2 separate regions of the Mus musculus genome follow, and region 1 is linked to region 2. The links are chromatin contacts, called in public promoter capture Hi-C maps. All regions are on one chromosome and are shown on one strand. Each heading gives the region's core, a stretch centred on a gene start, on an enhancer-like site or on the middle of the called end of the contact. The rest is flanking DNA. Distances are from core to core; before and after follow the strand shown.

Region 1 (7,058 bases), core at 2,111-4,610, 1.1 Mb after region 2:
GGACTGGCAGGGCTACACAGAGAAACCCTGTCACGGAAAACAAAAACAAGAACAAACAAAACAAACAAAAAACGCAGGTACAGAACTGTAGAGAGGTCTCAGCAGGTAAAGCATGGGTCCTGTGAGCACTAGAACTGGAGATGAGACTCTCTAGAGTCCACATAAAAGCCAGGAGGTTCCCAGACGAGGGGACCCCAGTCTGCCTGTAACCCGGACCAGGCAGGTGAGAAGGTCCAGGTTTAGCTTGCGACTTTGTTTTAATATATATGGAGGAGAGGAGGCTGGCGACTTGGCTCAAAGGGTAAAGGTGCCTGCTACCAGGCAGACAACCCAAGCTGGATTCCAGAGAACCACTAGGTAGAAGAGCAAGGGAATCCATTCCCAAACATTGCCCTTTGACCCCTCAACACCAGTGATGTGTGTTAAGTTTCAAACCTGGGATAAATGACTGAGGTACTTAACGTATTAAACCTGACCTATTAACGCTGACCTGGCTACCAGGTTTCCCAGCATCCCTTAGTCCCTGTTACAGGGTAGGAACTAAGGCATGTCTGCCTTCTAGCCACCTCCTGCCCCACCCCCTCCAGCTGGGTTGCTCTTGCTATATAATCCAACCATTTTGGTTGCCTGTCCTCTTTCATCTTTTGCCCTTTCGCCTGCTTGCACCTTGTTCCCCTCTCTTCCCTCTCGCTTCCCCTCCTCCTCTCCCCACATGGCTCAGGGTCACATCTACTCTGGGCTCTCCCAGATGTCCCTGTCTTTGCCTACAAGCTCCTTTTTACCTACAATAAACTTTCTTCTCCATCCTTAGGAGCAGCCAGGGCCTTTCCTTTGTGTTTCTTGTCTTCAGTGGCTGTGGGTGTATCGAGAATGAAAACACACCAACAGAATAAACTAAAAAGCCAGGCAGATGTGCATGTGATAATCCCAGTCCTGGGGAGGTGGAGGCAGGCAAATCCTTGAGGCTTGATGGCCAGCGTGAGTGTGATAGTACACACCCTTAATCTAGAACTGATCTCTCTGAGCTCGCAGTCTACACAGTGGCCTACACACACACACACACACACACACATACACAGAAAGACACCATACATACACACACACACACCACAGTCACACTCCCCCCTCCACACACACACACACAGAGGAGAAAGGGCCTACCATGCATGGAACCCAATTTCACACCTCAGATTTGGCTCTGGTTTTCTTTTCTTTTCTCTTCTCTTCTTTTCTTTTTTTTTTTAAGATTTATTTTATTTATATGAGTACACTGTAGATGTCTGCAGACACACACCAGAAGAGGGGGCATCAGATCTCATTACAGATGGTTGTGAGCCACCATGTAGTTGCTGGGATTTGAACTCAGGACCTCTGGAAGAGCAGTCAGTGCTCTTAACCGCTGAGCCATCTCTCCAGCCCCGGCTCTGGCTTTTCAAAGTAGGACCTATTAAAGCAAATCTTTCCCAAACTGTATCTTAACCCACCTGGTCAACCAGTTGTCTCCGATAAGATGGATGTGGCTTCACCTCACCAATGACCATGGAAGATGTCAAGTAGAGAGCAAGGGATGGACCATGGAAATGCCTCAGGTGTCTTCCCACCTCAACCTCGCTGCCTCAGGTTACGCCGATGTAGAGCCAGCAGCTGTCAAGAACCAGGTCAAGTGACAGCTGTGCTCTGATGAGAGTCCCACATCAGTTGTAACACCAAGGTGTATCCCCCTTTGATAGCTAGGTTCCCTCACTTTCACCGTTCCCTCAGTAGCCATAGAGAGAAGGAACAGAGAGAGAATGGACCCAGCCTTCTTGTCCTCCATTTTGCTCTGACCTCTGGGTTTGATAATGCAAGAGAGGAATCTCCTTCTAGGGCACATTTGGCCTGCTAGAGCACATCTGGCCTGCTACTATGCCTGGAAGGCACCAAGCTCTGCCTCTTGGCAGAAGTGGCTTCTGTTTGCATAGTTATGGCTCATCCTGGTGTAGGTCCATAAGGCCCTTTTTCTCTACCAAGAGAAATGACTGGAGGTACTGACCCCAGACTGCCCGCAGATTTTGTGGTTCCTCTTGGGTACTTGGCTACCCAGAAACTGTCAGGAGTCTCCTGTCGGTGCCAAAGCTCTGAGAAGTAAACAGGCATCAAGTGAGGCCTTGGGTATTGATGGGTGGTTGATACTTATCTTTAAAGATGACAGATCCCTCTACATAGGCTGGGAAACACAGAACAGCTAAGGATCTTTCAGTCGTACAAAAGAGGAAGAAGGCTAGTATCCAGCTCCCACATGAAGCACTTCAAACACCCTTGTCTACCTACCCCAAACTCTTAGACAGGTCCAGATGCCTTCACTCCCTCATCCATGAAACCAAAGCTTTCCTGATGCCTCCTAAACTGGACTAGGAAGCATCTGACAAGGGGGTCCTTTCCTTAAAGCTGTGAAGCCAGGCATGGCAGCACATGCCACCTTTGATCCCAGGAATCCAGGGCTATGTAGGGATACACTGTCTCCAAAAAGGACAAGGTTTGGAAAATATGCTGACTGTTCATCTGAGGTCTCAGATTCCTAGAGTTAGTTTTAACCTGTGTCCTCAAATACTGCTGAGGAGAGGGCTCTGTAACTAACCATCTTGTGTTGTCTACAGGACATAGGTAGGACTGAGTTTGCAATCTCTTTGCCAACAGAGCCAACGGATTCTGGGCACTGTAACGACTGAAAAGTGTTACTTTGTGCCATTCGAGGTGCTTTGGCTGAGCCAGATCTTGGCACTCCACTGTGTATACATACCTGAGCAAGTATATTCAGGCCCACATTGATGTACTGTGACTTACAGACTGGCCATCTACAGCCCCAGGCTGCTGTGTATTACTTGTGCCTACATGTATATACCAGCTTTTCATGCAGTGTGCCAGGGTTAAGCCCATTCTCAGGAGAGGAGCGCCTGCTACTCTTTCAGGAAGTACTTGTGTGGTGAAACAAGGGGACTTTCCTGAGATAATCCCTGTCAGGCACACTCTCTTCTGATCAGGTGCCAGAGAAAGAGTAAGGTCCTGGGGTGTAGAATAGCATAGAGCTTGCCAGGAGTCACTTTGACTCCTATATTACCAGGACATTTTAGAAAAGTGGTCCTTAGTCCAATCCTGACTGGGATCCTGTGACTTTTGCCTTCTATGTGCACAGGCTCCCATACTGGATCAGATAGGTTTGGACTTGTCACCTCCGAGGCCACCCCCTCCAGGCAGCCCTCCGAAGTACTCAACCTGCTCCGCCCCCAGACTTGGGGGGGGAGGGGAGAGTTCTAGGGGTCAAGGGTCACCAGGCGGGCTAGATCCCGGAAGCGGAAGCACGGTGTACTTCCGGCGCGCAGCAGGCGGCCATGTTGGAGCGGCGGAGGCGGCGCAGAGGTGCGTCCTGGGTCCCCGCGGCGGCGCCGGTAGGTTGGAGCCGCGGGCCTAGCGGTGGTGCGGAGTGGCTGCCCATGAGGCCACAGGGCGGCAGGGCGAAGGGACTGGGTGGCCGGCCCTTCCGGGATCCTCATTTTCCCAGGGCTTGGCCGAGACACCCCACCCCTACCCAGGACCCCACCCTGGGGGTTCTGAGGATCCTGTCGGGCGACCACTGCCCACCTTACACATTTCGCCGCCGCCGTAACCCCGACTCCCCGTCGCCGTTCAGGCCCCGGGGCCTCGGTCTCCCCGCCTGAGGGCCCCGATCTGCCCCTGATCCCAGTCCGCCCGATTAGTATGCCCGCCCCCAGTCTTCTGTCAACTTCCTGTGCTGGCCCCAAAGGAATGTGTGAAGGCAAAAGTCAGCCTGGCTGCAGCCTCTGTTTACAAAGCTTCTTGAGAGCCAAGAAGCACCCTCCCTCCCATGGGCTCAGAATGACCTAGGCAAAGAGCCCCTTGGTCCCCGCCCCGTAATATGAGCGCCGGAGGTTTGGGGTGGGAGGTAGGTCGTCCCCCTCTGTCCTACAGTTCATAGCCCACCCATTCAAAACATAAATAAATAAATAAATAAATAAATGAAAGCATTAACTTGGATTGTACTTGAAGAGCATCCTCTGGGGAGGGGAAGTGCCTCAGACACCTGAGGATCCAAGAATGTTTCCAAACAAAGAGCCCCAGGGCACTTTCTCCGGGGAGTCTGAGGACTGTGTGTCTGCTTCATTAGAGCTGTGCAGAGCGGCGGCACAGACGGGCTCCTAGACTCCAGGGACCTGTCTCATCCCAGCTGATCTTTTAACGCTCCGGTGCAGCTGGGGAATTTACCTTTTGACTCGGGAAGCCCTCAGATGCTGCGTTGGAGTGCTGGGTGTAACTTCTGAGTGACAGCCATGGCTTCCTTAAGGAAGCATAGGACGATTTGAGTGGTCCCAGACAGCTGCATCTGTTGGGACCACTAACATCTAAGGTCTGTTGCCTTTTAAGCGCTACGGCTTGGCCTACCTTCCTAGTTGGAATCTTTCCCTGTCCTTTGTCGTCAAACCTTGAACTCCTTGGTCTCGTTGCCTGGTCTCTTGCTTGCCTTAGAGATGTTTGCAACTGTCTTTTTTTTTTGGGCGGGTCTGTGTCTTATATTGGGTTTGAACTCCAAGACTAGAGCTAGGAATCAGGTCACTGAGTATCCTGTCTATAGACTCTGGTAAGGAGATGAGCCACCCCCTGCACTGGAACGTTGGCAGTTGGATGAACAGTGGTGGGGTGGACATCAGGTGGTGTAAGTCTGGGTCTTTGGGCCTATGTTCAAAGGCCTTAGTCTGTCTTCCTCAGCTACAGCCTGGCCTTCATCCATATGGTCCGTACTCTTCTTTACTTGATAGCCTCTGCAGGAGTTGCTACCCTTTTTGCTCCATTTGTACCTGCTCCTTTTTTGGTTGGCACGCAGACAGATAGGTAGATGTTACTGCTTCCAGGAGTCCTTCCCTAACCTATTAGAAGCTGGCTTGGAGAGCACCATCTGCTTCTAAGAACCTTTAATGGCAGCTGTGTCTTCACTTCCGGACTGGGTTCTTTGAGGACTGAGGTATTTGCTTATATTCCTGGGACTGAGTCTAGATATTTAGAACACCAGGAAAGAAAAGAATCAAAAGGAAACAGGCGTGGTAGTGCACAGTGTTGGGCAGCTGAGCAGCAGATCGTGTGCATCGACACGTTCCAGACCGGGAGCATAGCAAGCTCCCTGTCAAAGAGGAAAGAGTAGGATGTAGCTGAGCTCTTGGCGCGCGTTTGTGATCCTAACAGCTGGGAGGCTTCAGGAGGAGGAGTCTGAGTTTGAGGCCAGTTTGGACCTCATGGCAAACTCCAGAACAGCCAGACCTGTACTGTAGTGAGACCCTTTGTACTAATCAACTAAGCGCGATAGTAGCACTTGCCTGTAATCCCAGCACTTGAGACAGAGGGGCTGGGGGTCCAAGGCTGGCCTCAGCTCTATACAGAGTTAGAGATCAGCCTAGCTGATGAGGGACCTTGACTTAAAGCCAGAAAAGAAAAATGCCATTGCATTAAAACGAGCTAGATCTAAGTCTCCACAGAAGCCCGGTGGTAGGGTAGATGGTCTGAGGTGCTTCTGAGCATATATCCCAAAGAAATGGCCCAACGTGGTAGAGATGGTCAGGAGACCCTGGAGAGATTTATTCTGGCCAGGCCTTTCTGTCGCAGAGGGAGGGAGCCTGGCTCAAGCCGCCTGCCTTTTTTTTTTTTTAAGCTCTGTGTCCTGGTACCATTCTCATCGACTCTTTTCTTCTTGCTTTGGAGGTGCCAAGTGCTGGTTTGTGGATACCCAGGCAAGCCTGCAGTGCCCAATGCCATGAGCATGGTAGTGCAGCCTGTGGAGGAGAAAGCTGTGCACTCGTGGTCACGTATCTCCACGGCAGGGAAGAAAGCCCTGGAAGAGGCCCTGCTTGTGTTTAATCCCATGAGCCAGGATCTCAGTGCCACAGAGGCCCAGCTCGTGGCCTTCCTCCAGGGTCTGCGAGATGATGGCTTCCAACCGACCATTCTTCGAAGTGGAGATGTCTATGGTTATAGTTCATGCACAGCCAGCCCCCCCAGCCAGACAAAGCTACAAGCTCGTACCATCAACCCACCTGCCACGTCACTTCCCAAAACTGCTGTGTCAGTCCCTGCAGGCCGGACCACCTTGCTCCCTGTGCCACTGTCTGGCAGGCTGGCTAAAGGGTCCACAGCAGCCCTAGCCAAGCATGCCACCACTAACCTGCTGCTGAGCTCCCTGAAGCAGTCGAGTGCCAGCAACAGCAGTGGTACAACAGTAGGCTTCCCTGCCCACCTCTATCCAGGCGTCTACCCAGCCATGCGGCTCTCTGTGGTCCTTGAAGCACTGGTCCCACTCAAGACTCCCTGCTTGGACGTTAAGCACGGGGCACAGTCACTGCAGCTGTCACTTGCAAAGTCTCCCCTGAAAGTGAGGAAAGCTTCGGGGAACCCAAAGTCCAAAGCACCCCGAAAAATCACAAGCAAGGGCCTCAAACATCTGACTAGCAAAGGCCCTGGGGCTGGTCTCCGACGAGGCGCTGGAACCCAAAGCAACGGCGCCCAAAGGAAAGGGTGCTCTGCCTTGGGCCCCAAAACTGTCCAGGCCCAGGCATCTCAAACCCTGATCAAAGCTGCTCGCGCTCATGCCAGTGTGGCTCAAACCCAGACCAAGACAGTAAGGGTCAGGGCCAAAGCAAAGCAGGCCAAGCCCAAGGCAGCCAGAGCCAAAGCCAAGGCCGCTGTGGTGAGGGACAAGGCAAAAGACAAGGTAATCCAGGCCAAGGCCAAAGCAGCCCAGACCAAGCACAAGGGAAAGCCAAAGGGATCGGTTCAGACCAGAACTGGAAGGGCAAACCGGAAAAACAGCTCTGAGACTGTGGGGCGGAAGAGGAAGAAGGCCGAGGAGACCAAGGGTCTTCCTCCTAAGAAGAGAGCACGGTGTGTGCCCCGACCTCCTAAGGTGTGGCTGGGGCCTGGAACGGCAAAACCTCGAAAGTCCCAGACCATAAAGGTAGACAGGAAGTGCTCAGATGACGAGGTCCGACAGTGTGCCCAGCAGATCCTCCGTGTGAATC
Region 2 (6,918 bases), core at 87-2,586:
CTTTGAGGTCCCCCAGAAGTCTGGTTTCTATATTATATCTGGCATTGAGAAGCTGGAACCTGCAGGCAGGGGAAGCTGGGAGGGGTGGTCTTTCTCCAAGGCTAGGGATTCTATCTCTGATGGCTCAGGCTAGCTCTGATCAGTAAGTTACCGCCTGGGCTAGTGTCTTAGGGTTTCTGTTGCTATGGTGAAACACCAGGACCATAAACAACTTGGCGAGGAGGAAAGGATTTGATTTCAGTTTACAGTTTCACATTGTAGCCCATCACTGAAAGAAGTCATGGCAGGAGCTTGGATGCAGGAGTCGGTACAGAGGCACCATATAGGGTGCTGCTTACTGACTTGCTCCTCATGGCTTACTCAACGGCTTTCTTATACACCCCAGGACCACCTGCCCAGGAGTAGCACTACCCACAGTGACCTGGGCCTTCCCAAATCAATTACCAATCAGGAAACTGCACCACAGGCTTGTCTACCAACCAAAGGGATGGGGGGTCTTCTCAACTGAGGGTCTTTCTTCCTAAATGACTCTAACTTGTGTCAAGTTGGCATAAAAATACCCAGCATAGCTTAGTCCTTATATTTAGTTGCAACCTCCAGACAGCTTGAACTCCTACTAGCTTGGAAGCAGAGAGAATCGGTCACAGGAGGACGTCCTCCCTAGTGTCCCCCACCGTGTGTAGTTTCTAGAATGTGCAGGGGGGCTAGCAGGGCAGGAGGGGGTCCAGGATGCTGATGATGTCACTAGTGAGTCCCGGAGCCCATTAAGCTTCTCACTGGCCCCTGGATTCCGAGTTCCGCCAGACAAATGAACCTTCTAAATAATATTTCCTGGTGGATCCACATAGGGGAGACACAGATCCTCACAGTGGCCTAAAAGGTGACAACAGCAAACATTACCCAAAGTGGTCAGAAATGTAAACAGGCCAGTTCTAGGGCTGTGGAGGGTTTGAAAAAGACCGAGAATCTGCCTGGAGGGTGGTGAGCTTGGAGAGAGGCTGACTTTCTCTTACCTGGTAGGTAGAAAGCTTGGAGAGAGGCTGGGACTCTCTCCTCTCTCTTGCCTCCTGCCGCACCCCGCTGAGAATATTGGGTACCAAGCTCTCTGTTCTGGGAGATGTTTCTTGAGGCTCCCACGCACATCACCACATGATCTCCAGCCTAGACCTCTCCATCAGAGGCTTGGCCTGGCCCAGAGCAAGACAGGAGGGTCCCTGGGCCAGGCACCCACTGCCTCTTCCATTCTCCCTGGCACCAGGTGCTTTGGTCTATCAGGTGACTGGCAGGCCTCAAGATTCCTCTGAGAGTTCAGGTCTGACATCACAGTGCTCCAGACATCCCTCTTACCACCCACCTTGATTGTCCCAGAGGCTGAGATTTGGGCTAGGTTCTATTTTGCAAAGCTACACACACACACACACACACACACACACTGCTTCCTTCAGTCCATCTGGGTGCTTCTACGAGCACTTCTTCAGTCAGCCTGTTTATAGTGCAGTGGGATGCGGTGGGGGGTGGGGGTGGGGGAGTAGGGAGGGGAGCTCTCAGATCCTGACACAAGAGTTATTGACATGTGGCATCCTTTCTTCCAGACCTCACTCAGAGAGCACAGGCTGAAGCAAGCATTTTCTGTGTGTCTGACATGTGAGGGACAGCCTGCCTTTCAGGACCCACTCTGCTGGCTTAGAGAAAGGGTACTGACCAGAGCTGCTTCCAAAGTTTTAGTCAGGGGAGGCTGCCTAGAGAAGGCACAGAGACATACATGCCCAGTCACTTTCTCTTTCTGCTTGCTGGCCAGGATGTGGGTATGGCTCTGGCCAGCCTATGACTTTTCCCAAGAAATCCCGTGGAAGTTAGCTCTCTCTCCTAGCAAGCTCCGTGGTACCCAGAAGATCTCACAGTCCAGACAGATTCCCTTGTGGTGACCACTCAGGCTTTCCCATCTCAGAGGCAGCTGGAAACCCAGCACAGTAGGTCCCTCATCCACAGCCTGGGGACGAACTTCTGCAGTCATACAATTTAAAGCTTTTTTTCTGGATCCTGGAGCCCCTTAGATCTAAAGCTGGAGATGAGAGCTAACCCCTCAGAAGCTGTCCAAGGAAGGGGACTTAGCAAAATCATCTTAGAGGCCTGGCACCTATGAGCCTAGAGGAGTCAAGATGGTGAGAATAGATGGAAACCTGTCTGCTTGGTACCCAGGCACCCATCTGACATGACCCAGGAGGGCAGAAGACAGGCTTAGGCAAAGGCTGAAGGTTGGATGAAGGCCCAGAGTCCAGCTGCCTGCACTGGTGGGGCTGGAATCTGTGTCTTGCCATGGCTATGATCCTGCTGGATGTCACAACTCAGGGGGCTGCCTTGTGACCTGGAAGGGGAGGACAGGAAAACACCCAATCCTGGTACAGGTCACCCTCACAATGACTTCCCCTGGTCACCCCTCACCCGACTGCTCTTATGATCCCTCAGGACCCTCAGCCTTTCTCTTCCAGACTCACCTGGCTTTTCATCTTTGACCCAGCCAATAGGTTCTCGATTTTGACTAAAACAAGGCAAAGGGAAGCCGAGCATGATGTGTCTGTCTGCCACCCCAGCATTTTAGAGGCACAGACAGTAGGATTGTGAGTTCGAGACCCAGCTGAACTCCATCATAGGAAAAGCCTATCTAAAACCAAAACAAGGAGGAAGACAAAATTGAGGAGGGGAAGAGGGGAAAAAAGGAGCCAGGCATAGTACCTGAGAGTAACTTCTCATGTCCTGCACCCAACCTCCAGCCCGATGCATAGCACCTGCTACACTCCATGTCTGTCCATCCACCCTGTCCTTCTGCTCCTTTGTCAGAGAGGCACGGGGACCGATCCAGAGCCACACAGCCGGGAAGCAGGATGGCAGGGGGACGGCTTGGGAATGCCTGGCTCTTGGTAGAGCTGATACCCGGGAAGGCTGCCGGCTTCTTACTCCCCAGGACATTTTCTGATCAGACTGACACCTCCTGCCCCATCAAATAGAAAGCCAACTCCCCTTGACCCAGATGAGCACAAAAAGGCATTGAGCAGCAGGTCAGAAAAGAGTCGGAGTTTATGCCTGGAAAGTTGGCTCAGAGGAGAAGCCTCACCTACAATGGGGAAACCCACAAATATCCACAGCGCCCCTCAACTCAAGGGCATGGGGTAGGTATTGGCGGCTGGCAACTCTGGCCCCAGAGTACTTGATCCAGGAGTAGGGAAGGGTGTGGTGATCCCAGTCACCCTTAATTTTCGAGATTCTGCATGCTTGTCCCATCCGGGAGGCAGAGGGTCACCTACCTGCACTGCACAAGAGATCCTGACCACAGACTGGGAGTCTAAGTCTTCCAGCTGGGCTGGGAAATTCCAGACAGATAAGGTCTAGAAGTGGGGGTTCTGGAGCCTGACAGGTCCCCAGCAGGGACGCAGAGTCCAATCTACCTTATAATTTTTCATAGCAACTATGATGCCACCTGCTGGCAGCTCCAGGCACTGACAGCATCAGACAAGTCCTTTGGGTTGGCCCAAGCAAGAGTTGTCTTCTAGCCTTGTCCTTTGATCTCCCCCCTCTCCCCACCCTCCCCTGTCTCCTCCCTTCCCCTCCCCACTTCTTTCCTCCCATAATCTCCTCTCCTCTCCTCTCCTCTCCTCTCCTCTCCTCTCCTCTCCTCTCCTCTCCTCTCCTCTCCTCTCCTCTCCTCTCCTCTCCTCTGCTCTCCTCAACCCCGACCATTCTCTCTCATGAACTGGCACTGCACTGCCACCAACTAGAGCGTGAACCCCTTACCTCTATGCCCTGAATGCCCCTCTCACCTCCCCCTACCCATGCTGCCACCCTTTCTCTCTTGGTCAGGGTCCAGCAGATCCCCCTCTACTCTCCTGCCTTCAGACTGCAGGACCCAGAGAGTCACAAAGTGGGCCAAACCCTGCCTACCTGGCATTCACTGAAAGATTCATTTGCTGAAGGAAGCCAAGGACACCAGATTTTGAGACATTTAAGAGATTTACCGGGGCTGGTGAGATGGCTCAGTGGGTAAGAGCACCCGACTGTTCTTCCAAAGGTCTGGAGTTCAAATCCCAGCAACCACATGGTGGCTCACAACCATCCGTAACGAGATCTGACTCCCTCTTCTGGTGTGTCTGAAGACAGCTACAGTGTACTTACATATAATAAATAAATAAATCTTTAAAAAAAAAGAGATTTACCATCAGCTCAATAATAAGTCCATAAAATGCCACCCATAAGCCTAGGTAAGCCTAGGTATAGTGAGGTCCTGCAGAGTGAGAGTGTGGGAGCCTCCTGAATACCCTCAGACAGAGACAGAGCCATTTGATCTCCTAGTAACCCAGTGAGCATCCTTTGTGTGCCCAGATTGCACAGAGGGAAACAAAGGCACAAAACGATAGGTGTGCCTAGCATACAGCAGGGTCTGAACTTGACCCCAGGCAGGTTAACCCCAGAGCTCACTGCCAAAATTCCCAAAGAAGGAAAGAACATTCTCAGAAGCGAGAGCTGCTCCCACCCATCCATTTGTCTGTTCTCTTTGGTCACTTTCAGCTTGTCCACACAGGGTCCTCTGTGCTGGTGGGCACAGGTGGGGCTGGCCTTGGAGGAACCCCTTCTGTGAGGAGAGCAGAGGCAGTAAGGCTCTGAGCAATGACAGCATCCCTCACCAGGAAGTGAGGAAAGATACAGGTGATGTCACAGGAGACTACAGGGGTGACCCATCACTTCTGGATGGGGCAAGAGTTTGATAGAAAGCCATAGCGGTATATCAGCTGGGACAGATAACAAGTAACAGTGGATAGAGAACTTTTTCAGAGGCAGGCCACTAACAATGGTGATCTCCCCTGCAAACACGGAGCACATTGCTATGTGGGGCTCGCACCACACACCATTCCCATTCTGCTTCCCTTTCTAAATCACCTTGCCTGGACTAGTGCTGCTAGAGAGGAATCTGTTGGACATTGCTTTGAGACCACACCCGTGTCCCCAGCTCCTATCCTCTAAGTGGTGAGTGAGTTAGAAAGAAGCAAGTTCTGTTGATTGAAGGAGGCAGCGACTGGGTTTGGAGCCATTCCCACTCTGACCACCAGGTGGCAGTACATGTCCAGATTATTGGGTTGAAGGATGGCATAGGGGTGATGAGTGGGAATGGCGGGGTTGGAACTGGGAGAGGAGTTCCTTGACTGAAATTTGGCCCTGGTGATTTTTGGAAGGCATTTCAGAGGTCCTGGCAGCTGGTGTACAAAAGCTGCCCGCTTTGTCTGCCAGGAGCAGGTCTGGAGTGGGCCTGGGTCAGGATGAGTAGCTGCCGTTGAAGCCTGAGCCTCCAGGGTAGAGCCCGGTGCCTAGTAAGCGCTTAGAGCTTTTTATTGAGTGGAGTGTTGGATAAGTGGTTCTTGCCTCATGGGAACTATATGAGTTAGGGTATTTTAAGTAAGCAGAGAGCCTCCACTAAATGCATGCAGCTACTGTTCTTTTATTCTGGAGGGTGGCTCCTTCTAGTGCAAAGACAGCTCGAGAAGGTCCCGGGCTCAGGGGGTCAGGCATCGCTGGTGCCACACTTAGCATGGTAACAAACATATGTGTCACCCCACTTTCTACTAAAGCCCGAAGTGAATCAGCTATACCATCCGGAGCCAGCTTTCAGGGAAGTTGAATGGCCTGTCCAAAGTCATGGGGGATCTAGACTCTATTCTTCTGGGCTCCTGTAGAGTATGTACATCCTTCAGGGTGGGTCCTGCTTAAGCCTGTGCTGAGAGGGGTCCCAGCCTATCAGAGGTCTTCTCTTTCTTTTCCAGCATCCCCGTGAGTGAACACGAAAGGCACAGGCATTTGCCAACCTTGCACAGTCATGAATTAGGTTTCAGATAAGGCCATGGGGGGGTGCCTTTCCAGAAGGACAAACAGCAAGTTATGAGGGATTAGGGACTTCTTCAGAAGCAAGCCAAGGATCTCACCAATGACCCCCTGCGAATGTGGTGACGTCCCTGGGTTGGGCCTGTACCACATGATATACCTGTTCTGCCTCTTTTCCTAAATCCCCCTGCCTGGGACAGTGCAGGTAAGTTTACGTGCACTGGCTGGCTCTGTTCTGTCAGCTTGACACAGAATCATCAGAGAAAAAAGAGGAGCCTCAGTTAGGGAAACACCTCTATGAGATCCAGCTGTAAGGCATTTTCTCAGCTACTGATCAATAGGGAAGGGCCCAGCCCATTGTGGGTGCTATAAGTAAACAGGTTGAGCAAACCAGATGAAGCAAGCCAGTAAGCAACACTCCTCCACGGCCTCTGCATTCTCCAGGTCCCAGCCCGGGCCGAGTTCCTGTCCTGACTTCCTCCAGTGATGGACTGATATGGAAGTGTGAGGCAAATAAACCCTTTCCTCTCCAACTTGCTTTTTGATCATGCCATAGAAACCCTAAGACAACATGGATCTGTGGGATCTCTGAGACCACACCCATGTCCCTGCATCTGTAAGGGTGCAGAAAGAGTGTCATCCTCCCTGTACATCTCCCGTGAGGCAGACAGCAAGAGTCAACAGTTCAGTCAAAGTGATGTCACAAGCAGCAGGCGGTAGGCAGCCTGTCACCAAAGAAGCTAAGGTGGGCTCAGGTCCTCTGAGTCTTAAGAATCAGCTCAGCTATTCATTCTCTCTAGATGCCAAAGCCAATGCCAAGGCCTTTGTCCAATGACATGTGACAACTGAATTTTCCTGAGTGTGTCTTTCTGTATTAACAATCTGGTTTGAATTCCAGCCTACTACCACAGAATTCCAACCAAGTGGCTGGACGCTTACCTCAGTCTTCCCATCTGCAAAATGGGGCAGGTTCTCCATGCTTGATGGGGTTAAAAAGACCTCATATTTGTAGGGAACTTGGATGGAACCTGGCACAGAGGAACATTAGATAAA

What was found. Promoter capture Hi-C pulls out the DNA fragments that hold promoters and counts their contacts.
Region 1: a contact with region 2 is called in a promoter capture Hi-C map of pre-B cells, with 5 times the contacts expected there. The contact joins the promoter of Ccdc71 here to the promoter of 4930429P21Rik in region 2.

What each region holds. Positions count from the first base shown.
Region 1 is chr9:108,457,193-108,464,250 of GRCm38.p6, forward strand. Ccdc71 (coiled-coil domain containing 71) reads left to right here and starts at 3,361. Exons shown (of 2, transcript NM_133744.5): 1 at 3,361-3,425; 2 at 5,746-7,058. The coding sequence starts at 5,798. It overlaps Gm51295 (predicted gene, 51295), which reads left to right and starts at 1,902; the gene lies at 1,902-1,968. It also overlaps a transcript of Klhdc8b not described here.
Region 2 is chr9:107,352,722-107,359,639 of GRCm38.p6, forward strand. 4930429P21Rik (a long non-coding RNA gene) reads right to left here and starts at 1,337. Exons shown (of 5, transcript XR_003948243.1): 1 at 1,014-1,337.